Linked DNA regions of Mus musculus: region 1 is linked to region 2. The links are chromatin contacts, called in public HiChIP or PLAC-seq maps. All regions are on one chromosome and are shown on one strand. The core of a region is the stretch at or near the end of the contact, and the rest is flanking DNA. Distances in the headings are between cores, read along the strand shown.

Evidence for each region. HiChIP or PLAC-seq counts read pairs in DNA pulled down with a chosen protein or histone mark.
Region 1: a contact with region 2 is called in an H3K27ac HiChIP or PLAC-seq map of embryonic stem cells, with 10 read pairs. The contact joins the promoter of A930004D18Rik here to the enhancer-like site in region 2. A contact is called at or near these places in 3 of 39 promoter capture datasets (all in embryonic stem cells), 3 of 15 datasets of contacts at CTCF or cohesin (the G1E-ER4 cell line, the NIH/3T3 cell line and embryonic stem cells), 66 of 484 Hi-C or Micro-C datasets (B cells, the C10 cell line, the C2C12 cell line and 21 more), 21 of 115 datasets of contacts at active chromatin or transcription factors (CD8 T cells, bone marrow-derived dendritic cells, bone marrow-derived macrophages and 5 more) and 2 of 9 other capture datasets (adipose tissue and embryonic stem cells).

What each region holds. Positions count from the first base shown.
Region 1 is chr2:18,034,983-18,039,591 of GRCm38.p6, reverse strand. A930004D18Rik (RIKEN cDNA A930004D18 gene) reads left to right here and starts at 1,851. Exons shown (of 2, transcript NR_028376.1): 1 at 1,851-2,025. It overlaps Gm33085 (a long non-coding RNA gene), which reads left to right and starts at 4,370. Exons shown (of 3, transcript XR_001783238.2): 1 at 4,370-4,609.
Region 2 is chr2:17,941,756-17,946,401 of GRCm38.p6, reverse strand. No RefSeq gene overlaps it. Among named protein-coding and RNA genes, the nearest start is that of H2al2a, 53 kb to the left of the region's middle. Within about 2 kb of position 3,356, at least 12 of the 459 cell types and tissues checked have an H3K27ac peak or open chromatin away from gene starts, as enhancers often do. A contact at or near this core is called in differentiating embryonic stem cells, embryonic stem cells and trophoblast stem cells, where this site is marked.

The sequences.
Region 1 (4,609 bases), core at 602-3,101, 95 kb before region 2:
TTTTTCTCTCTTATGAGCGGTGACACACACAGTCTCTTCATTAGAAACCTGCAAGGGATTCAGAAAATGAGAGAAATGAGGGAGAAGTTTGGTTCTATTTGTTTAACATGGAAAAATAATTTCTTTAATCTAAGATGAAATGTTCCTATCTCATTTTTCGGTCACCTCCCAGTCCCCGTCCAGCCAGTTAGGACCAAGGACCTGAATGGCCAAAACCAGGCAGGCGCTGGATTCATTTCTAGAACTTTTGAGGACAGAATTCCACGGGTCCTCCTGGCCCTGAGAGGGCTGAGGGGCAGGCAGACAGTGCCTCCTCCAGGGCTGGGTCCCGCGGCCTTTCCAGGGTCTTAGGACCTGGTGGGTCCAAGGGAAAAGCAGCCTGACGCCTGCCTTGCAACCTTTCCCTCTGACACTGCAGCTAGAAAAAAGCAGATTTCTTCTTGAGCCTCCACTGGTGTCAGAAAACCTGGCTTGGGTGGACTGTGAGGGTTTGGACATTAGCTGATGCAAATCACAGGGAAATGTTAATTCCAGTGAGGGAGAAACCCTGTGTTTAGCTATCTTCCTTTCCCTTCTTAGATGGCCCTGCTTCCTTCCGCACTCTCGCTCTCACCAAATTAGCTAGTCCATGAAATCCCCCTGGGTTTAGAGCACTTGTTTCGCGGATTGGCGTACAACCCATATTAACTATGCACTTTCTGCTATTCCTCTTGTGACTGTCCCTGATTCTTCCTTCTTTGCGGAGAGTATGATGCATTTTATTTTAGTCAATCGATGCGCACAAATACTGGGATAACACAACCCACACATCTGCGGTGGAGGCTGCTTTCAAAATTGAGTTTAGGGATCAATACTAAGTCGGAATGCTCCAAATTGCATGAATTCACCAAATTCAAGCCTTGGGCTCCCAAGCCCTTTTCCTGAGTAATTAACACACTCACAGGTTATAGCTGTGCATCTACACTTCCTGCCTCTCTCAAAACAGGATGCTTTCCTCCTGTGTATTTGGCTTTACCTAAAGATCACTTGGTTGCTTTGAAAAACACGACCCCCAAATTAGTGGAGCCAAACCCTGTCACCACCCTTCATGCTGATCTCCTCACCTTATTTTTCTAAGACCTAACAGTAGCACTTAGAAGTGGGCTAGTGGATGCTCCACAAACCTTTGCCCAACTTAATATTTCACTCGTGAGGGAGCAGCCAACACTTGGCTCCCAGGATTTCTAGATCTGTGTGATATTAGAGTTACAATACATGCCAAGCAATACTTTGTTGGATGATGGTTGGTTGGTTTTTATGGCCTGGATCTTAGCCACATAGACTGGTGTCTAACTAGGGGAGATGGACAGCAGTTGTCCTCTGTTGCAAAGGACAGTGAGTTTGACCAGAGACATGATTGGCTTCTGAACAAGAATTAGAAGAGCTTGCAGCCCATTAAGACTCTCTCTCTCTCTCTCTCTCTCTCTCTCTGTGTGTGTGTGTGTGTGTGTACAAACAGGTAGTCTGAAAGAAGTCCCTAAGAAAAACCACCAAAGAAACTAGGTTTATAGTGCATTAGAATATCCCAGTTTTGAAGCTCATGTCTGAGTCTTCCTTCAGGTTAGGTGTCTGGAAGAAGACAAAAGACTCTTGTTCTGTCCCGGGAGGAACTGGGAGTCAAGAAAAGCTTTGAGGTTCTCCAGAAGGAGCCACTCTTCTAATCAGGGCTATCAATATGTCTGTGTTTAACCCTATTGGATAAAGACTTAGTCAGTAGACTTAGACCCTAAAATAGTAGCAGCTTAGCAAGGAGCTCACAGATCTGTCAAAGCCTTCCCAGGCCGGAAGCTGGGGAGGAAGAGAGAGGGAAACGCCATTTGTGTGGCTACCATCCTCTTGACTAAGATGACAAACCAACCATTTCAACAGAACTCTCTTGGAAAGTTACTGAAGAAGCATTCAGAGACACTGGAAGGCTGGAAGAGAATTTCCATCCTTAGTGCTTGCCTCCTTTGGGTTAGCTCCAGGAAAAAACACAATGCTGTGGTAAGTGATGGTCTGTGGTGAGGCACAGAGGGACTGTGCCAAACTTAGCAGCCACCTTGCCCCTCTCCTGTGAAAGTTGGATGTCACACAAATGCATAGGCTACAGCTTGCTCAGGGGCTGAAAGGGCAAACTCCTCAATCTCTGAAACACCCTGGAAGGGCCTGGACTCCTGGATCTGCCAGGAAGAAAAGCATGACTCACACTCATCCTCCTCAAGTTCCCTGTTTTCCCTCCTTGCAGATGAATACCCTGATCCCCTGATCATCAGCAGGGAAAATGTCAAAGGGTAGTTTGCTTCCTCTGCGTTGGGTCCAAAGATGCAGTCCCAAGGAAGGCTAAGCTTTCAGATTTTTTCATCACTACACCTATTTGAATTAAAAACTGTATGTTATAGTAGAAATTGCCATAGACAGGCTTATTCACCCTTTTCCTGTCTGTCTTCCCTTTTTTCTTTTTCCACCCTCTTAGCTCCCCCCATTCTTCCCCCTACCTAACCCTCACACTCAGGTGGAAGCCTTTCTCCTGGAGTGGAAAGAAAGGAAGAGCTAGACTTACAGCAGAGTTGAGAGAGGCAGTATGGAAGCTGTGGTCACTACTGCACTTTCTTGCTGGGATGAAGGGTCAGAGCATCCCAACCTCTTGGCCCTCAAATGCTGAGATGCTCTGCTTTGAGTGTGGCAAATAGCATGTACACCACACCCAAAGAGCTCCATTCCATACACACCCATGCACACGGCTATGGGTCCGACACAGAGTGCATTGCCAGATGCAAATGTACAGAGGTGCTTTTAATTTTGTTCCAAGTGTTACACATCATGTGGCAAATTGGCCTTCAGAAAGCCAATTTTATTTTTTTCTGTTAATAATAAAAGACTTCTTAAACAAGCTTAAAGTATGTGATTGAGAATTAAGAGTGTACATCTTTATGGCTCAAGTGTTTCTTATCTGATTTTAAAAAGAAGACTAATACACTTTTTTTTAAATAAGGAAGGTTTTTTTGTTTTTTGTTTTTTTTAATGGAAGAGTTTGGTTAACGTTAGAACTGTCCAGTGGTTCTGCTGTTCACATGCGTTTAAGAAAATAATAAGAACATTTAAATCCTTTAAAAATCCTTTTACATTTTTAATGGATTGTGAATTTTAAAAAGTAAGCTAGGAAATTAGTCATATACTCTTACCATCTTCTTGATAAAAATTATCTATGAAATGTCCACTTTACCTAAACTATCAGCATTTCATATTATCTTAAACATTTCAACCTGTGTTTGTAGTTGTAATATGAGATTATAGTAAAATACAACGGAAGCATAACTCATTTTGTGAAACTTACATGGGGAGAAAATATTACTTATTTTGCAGGTGGGTAACCGGGATTCTAAAATCTTGTCACTTGCATTAATCTCTTGTTGGTCTGACCTGGTTGAGATCTGACACAACAGAAGGATTTCCAGATGAGTTGGAAGCACCCTGATTGTGAACTTCCCACAACTCTCTGAGCTGAACTTTAGTGTATACTTCAAGACTGGTCTTAAATGTGGTCTTCAATGGGAAGAAAAGTGCAAAAATTTTTTTGTTAAGGAAAAGAAAATGAGGAACCTTTTAATAAATACTGTTAGGACCATTGAGTCCAGTTACCTTCTATAATGTGAATGGAAGGAATCATTATAGCTGACTGAGCCGTTGACATGGTTTCTTCATTCAGGATCCTGGCCAAAGGAATAGCATGTCAATGTGTAAAATTCTAGCCAAAGATAAGCCATTACAATGGAAATCGCAATGTGCAAAGTCTCATTGAAGCCAATGAAATTGAGTGTAATATCCATACAGCATTCTCATCTGCTTGCTCCAGGATTTAGTATGCAGCTCTGCACTGAAATGAGATTATGCATATAAAATGCCAATATAGAATACACTGCCCAATAAAACATTAGAAGAGCAACTTACAGCCCATAGACATGGGCTTTACTTAAATTTGAACTTCATATACAAAATAAACCAGAGCCCCATCAGAACACTAAATCTACACCATGCCCTAGATCTGGATTTTCATGCTTCTTTCTGCATGACTCCCCGACCCCCTCTCCTATCCAAACACAATTCTTTTAAGGGCACTCTTCAAATCATCTAGCAATTCCCAAAGGGAACCCAGGAGTCTCTTAAACTGCCTTTCTAAATTAAAGGGCCCCAAACAATGTAAGTGCATTTTTGACCAAATACATATATTTGTATGTGAATGGAATTATATATACATATATCATATATACATGTACATATTAGAAAGCATTTGGATCTGAGAACCTATGGTTTCATTAAAAAAAAAAAAAAAAAAAAAAAAAAAAAGCCCAAAGGCACCAAAGGGAAAACACCCCCACAGTGGATTACAGGGTTATGGGACAGGTCACTAGGAACGGGAAATAAAACTCAATGTTAGGTTTGGTCTGTAAATTATGCACCTTTCAGGAAAGGGGGTTGAAGGTCTCTTCACTCAAGGGGTTTTTTTTCCCATCCATTTTGCTATTAATTCTTAACTCTTGGTAGGCAGTTCTTTAATGAGGTTGTTTGTGGCAGGTTAATTTTCTCCAAT
Region 2 (4,646 bases), core at 2,107-4,606:
GAAAGAAACCCGGTTTCTCGTATCAGCAGTATGCTCTGACGCCAAGAAACTGGGGCACGAGACACTTGGCTACTGGTTTAGCTTCTGCTTCGCGTTCCAGCGTCCTTAGTTTTGTCTTGTGAGTACAAGGAGAATCCTCCGTGAACGAAGGTCTTGCTGCTGGAGCGGAAGTCAGGGGAGTTCCCCGGAGGCAGAGTCCACCATGAGCTCTTGCTGCTCTGTTCTTGTTACTGTTGGAGGAAGGATTTGGAGGGAACAGTCAGGAAGTGGAAGCAAGTTTTCTTACAGAAAGCAACCCGTTTGGGGGGCAATATAGGCTTCTAGAGTTTTGCATAGCTCTCTTGAATGGATTGCTTATAAGTTTGAAGAGGTAAAGGATTACAGGAATGGAGTAGTTTTCTGGAATAGGGCCCCTTTCTTCCTCACGTAAGGCTTTGGATGTGTGGTGGCATGAAATGCATGATGGGAGTTACTAGTCCTGTCAGGTTAATGGTATCATCACAGTGAAGCAAAGGGCAGACTTCCTGTAGAACTTACATGGGGAATGTATGCTCGTGAAGATGTCATGAACCCTAGTTCGCAAGCCTCCCTTTTTGTCCCAAGTCTTCTGGCGGAGAGTTTCTGGCTGCCTTGCAGCTTTTGATTTAGTATTTTAGTAGGCACACGCTTACAGTCTCTGAGACAGGAAATAGATGTGGGGGAGGTAAAATATGTCTTTTTTTTTTTTTATTCTCCTAGTTTGGCTTTAGTTAGAATTCTTTCAGTCTGGCACAGAGTAGGTGGAAAGTTCTAGCAGGTAGCTAGCACGGGGTGATTTCTGTCTAAGTACTCACCAGAGAGAAAAGCTGACGAGAAGGCCAGGCATCCTGTGCACTATAAGTGAACAATGTCTTCTTGGTCTGAAGCTGTTCTCAGTCTCCACACTTTTCCACATATGATCCAACAATGTCTCCCTGGTGTGAAGTCTGCCTTGGTCTCTGTGCTTGTGCGTAGTGGATGCATCTGGACTAAGCTATAATCCACATTTTCTCCTTTCAGTTGGCTGGCTTTGTTGCCTGGGTTACTCAAGCCACTTTTCTTCCTAGTAGGCTTTCTGCTCAGTTAGAGTCTTCTATGCCATACTCTCTCCTTCATGAAACTGGTTTTTGTTTTGTTTTGTTTTGCAACACAATTTTGCTGTGTAGCACAGGCTGGCTTTGAACTTGTGGTAGTGCCCCAGTCTCCCTCTGAGTGCTGAGGTTAGAGGCACACATCCTCATGTGTGGCTTCAAGAAGCCTTTTCATGACTTCAGTGAACACTGAAATACTTCCCTTCTAGGGTGAGGAGGGCAAGGATCTAGAAGGGAAGTTACTGCAGTTCTGAGAACCAAGCTATCCATAGTTTGGGAATTGTCCCAGTTTAATCAAACTGGGAGCTCTACAAACTCTAATGGACTGGCCAACAGAAATGCCCACAGTAAATAAGGCAGGTGTATCCCTGTGCTCACTGGACTGAGCATCTTGGAGATTTTGGTGTAATAATATCCATTCAATTCTCTCTTCATCCCTTCTTTCTTCCCTCCCTTCAAACATCTCTTTCTTCCAAACGGGGTCTCATTGTCTCACACTGTAGCCCAGGCTATCTTGGAACACTCATCCATCTCCCTATCTCACTCACACTGTAGCCCAGGCTATCTTGGAACACTCATCCATCTCCCTATCTCACTTTCCTGAGTGTTAGGATTAGATATGAGTCACCACATCCAGCTTTGACAGTTAAAAGAAGCCAGAGAATTGGTTGTTTGTTTGAATAGTCTATCTATCTATCTATCTATCTATCTATCTATCTATCTATCTATCTATTTACCTACCTGTTTATTTTTTCTGCTTTAAGGTTCTCTGGGAAGCCCTGGGTGTCCTAAAACTCAGTGTGTTTGTATTACACTAGCATCAACAACTTATATAATGTTAATCAAAACAGTCATTAAAAAGACAAACTGACTTTAATGGGTTAATAGAACAAGAAGGATAGACCCAATTATATAACAATATTTAATAAGTGATGATGAAAGACATCTAAATGATTTAAGTCTAAACTTATTTAATACTGCTATTAAAACCAGTTAATAATTTCAGAAAAATTCTAGACAATATAAAACAAAATCCAGATGTAACAGTATAATAAAAAAATTAATGTAAAAGTAGAACAAAGTGAACTTGTTTTATATCTTTATCTGATTTTAATACAAGAAAATGATTTAATCATAAAGGCATTAACAAGAGCTGATGGATCTAGCTCAGTGGTAGAATGCAATACTAGAATGGGGAAAGCAGGAGGAGACCAGAGAGGTAAAATGTCAGATTTAGACTACAGCTCAAAGACCCGGGAGGGTGTTGGGGGGGAGGGGGGGAGTGGCAGGGAGGGGGGGGCAGGGAGGAATAAAAGTCAAAATCAAGAAATCAGGATGGTTTAGTATTCTTCAAATTTTTTTTCTCTTTTGGTTTTGAGACATAGCTTGTTTGTGTAGCCCTGGCTGTCCTGGAACCAGCTCTGCAGACCAGCCTGGCCTCAAACTCACAGAGATCCTCCTGCCTTTCTGCTGAGTACTGTGATCAAAGGTGTGTAAGACACTCCCGGCCTCATTTTATGGTCTTTGTACTGGGATTGAGCCTAAGGCCTTATCTATGCTTTCGTGTGTGGCGTGGGACAGTCTACACGTGATTATGGATGTCTGTGGAGAACAGAGGCGTGTGGTCCGCTGGAGCTGACATGCATGGTCCAAGGTGAACCCGAGTCCTCTGCAGGAGCAGCACACACTTCAAACCACCGATCTTTACTTTCTAGAGAGTATAATCGTTATCTCCTCTTCATTTAAAAAAGGGTGGCGCATGCCTTTAATCCCAGCACTCGGGAGGCAGAGGCAGGCAGATTTCTGAGTTCGAGGCCAGCCTGGTCTACAGAGTGAGTTCCAGGACAGCCAGGGCTATACAGAGAAACCCTGTCTCGAACACCACCCCACCCCCAAAAAAGTTTCTTCCTAGATTCTTTTGACATCATTTCCCAAAGCCCTAAGATTCTAATACTGTTGCTTTGGGGTTTAAGATTTTAACATAAGAATTTGAGAGGAACATGAATATTCAGGCCACAGCAGAACTCATAAAGGGTAGGTAGCATTAAGGTCAAATCCTGGTCATATGTAAAATAGAATGAAACTGTGCAATTGTTCCTTTTAGGGTATGTGACAGGCACTCATGGTTTGGATCTTAAATGTTTTTTTAAAGCCTCATATCCTAGAAGCTAGCTCAAGGGCCTGTGCTACCACTGGGGTGTGGAACCTTTAGGAAGTGGGGCCCAGTAGAAGGAACTACGCCATGGGGGCGGGGCCTGGTACTGAAAGTTGACGTCAAGGGATCAATCTCTCCCTCTTTGCTTCCACAAGGTGAGCATCTTTACACTGGTTGTCCTGACTTTTGCCTAGACACAGGATTAGAAATAATGGGCCCAAGAGAACATGGACTGAAATCTCTCAGTATGCATTTTATTTCCTAAAGATTTTTGTCATTGTTTGAAGACTGACAAACACAAAAAGCAAAACGTGGGCTGGAAAGATGGCTCAGAGGTTGAGAACACTGACTGTTCTTCTCTAGGTCCTAAGTTCAATTCCCAGCAATTACATGATAGCTTATGACCATTTATAATGAGGTCTGGCGCCCTCTTCTGGCATGTAGGCACATATGCAGACAGAACACTGTACATAATAAATAAGCAAATCTTTCATTGTTTGTTTGTTTTTGGTTTTTGTTTTTCGAGACAGAGTTTCACTGTGTAGCCCTGGCTGTCCTGGAACTCACTCTGTAGACCAGGCTGGCCTCGAATTCAGAAATTCGCCTGCCTCTGCCTCCCAAGTGCTGGGATTAAAGGTGTGTGCCACCACTGCCCGGCATCCTGCACACTCTTTATACTTTTTTTCTAGTGCAGTGTATGCTCCGCTCAAACTCCCAAGTTGAAATCTTAACCCCCAAGGTGATAGCGTTAGAGGGTAGGCCTTCAGGAGGTGGTTACATCATTGGGTGGAACCCTCACAAATGGTGTTGTGCCTTATAAGTTATGCCCCAGAGAGCAGCATCATTCTTTACCATTACATAAGGACACGGCAAAGAGACACATCCCAGGGACCGACCAGGAAGTGTGCTCTCACCTAATGCCGGATCTCAGAATTCCCGGTCTCCAGCGTAATTAGTTTCTATTGGATGTGCTGTGTTTATAAAAGGATAAAGAGAGAGAGTATGTTTTGGTGGAGGTGGAGTCAGGTGTGGGGGAAGGGGAGTATCTCTGCAGGCCGGGGGAGGGGAAATGAGGAGAGAGGGGGAGGGGAATGAGGAGAGAGGGGGAGGGGGATGAGGAGAGAGGGGGAGGGGAATGAGGAGAGAGGGGGAGAGGGATGAGGAGAGAGTGGGAGGGGAATGAGGAGAGAGGGGGAGAGGAATGAGGAGAGGGGGGAAGGGACGAGAGGACAGAGCAGGAGCAAGAAGGCAAGAGCAAGAGAGCAGAGGGGGCAAGCAGCCCCTTTTATAGTGGGTCAGGCTGTTGCCAGATAACTGTGGGGCAGAGCTTAGACAAAATGCTAACAGGATGTAGGATGCCCTGCCTATGATATTATGGAAGC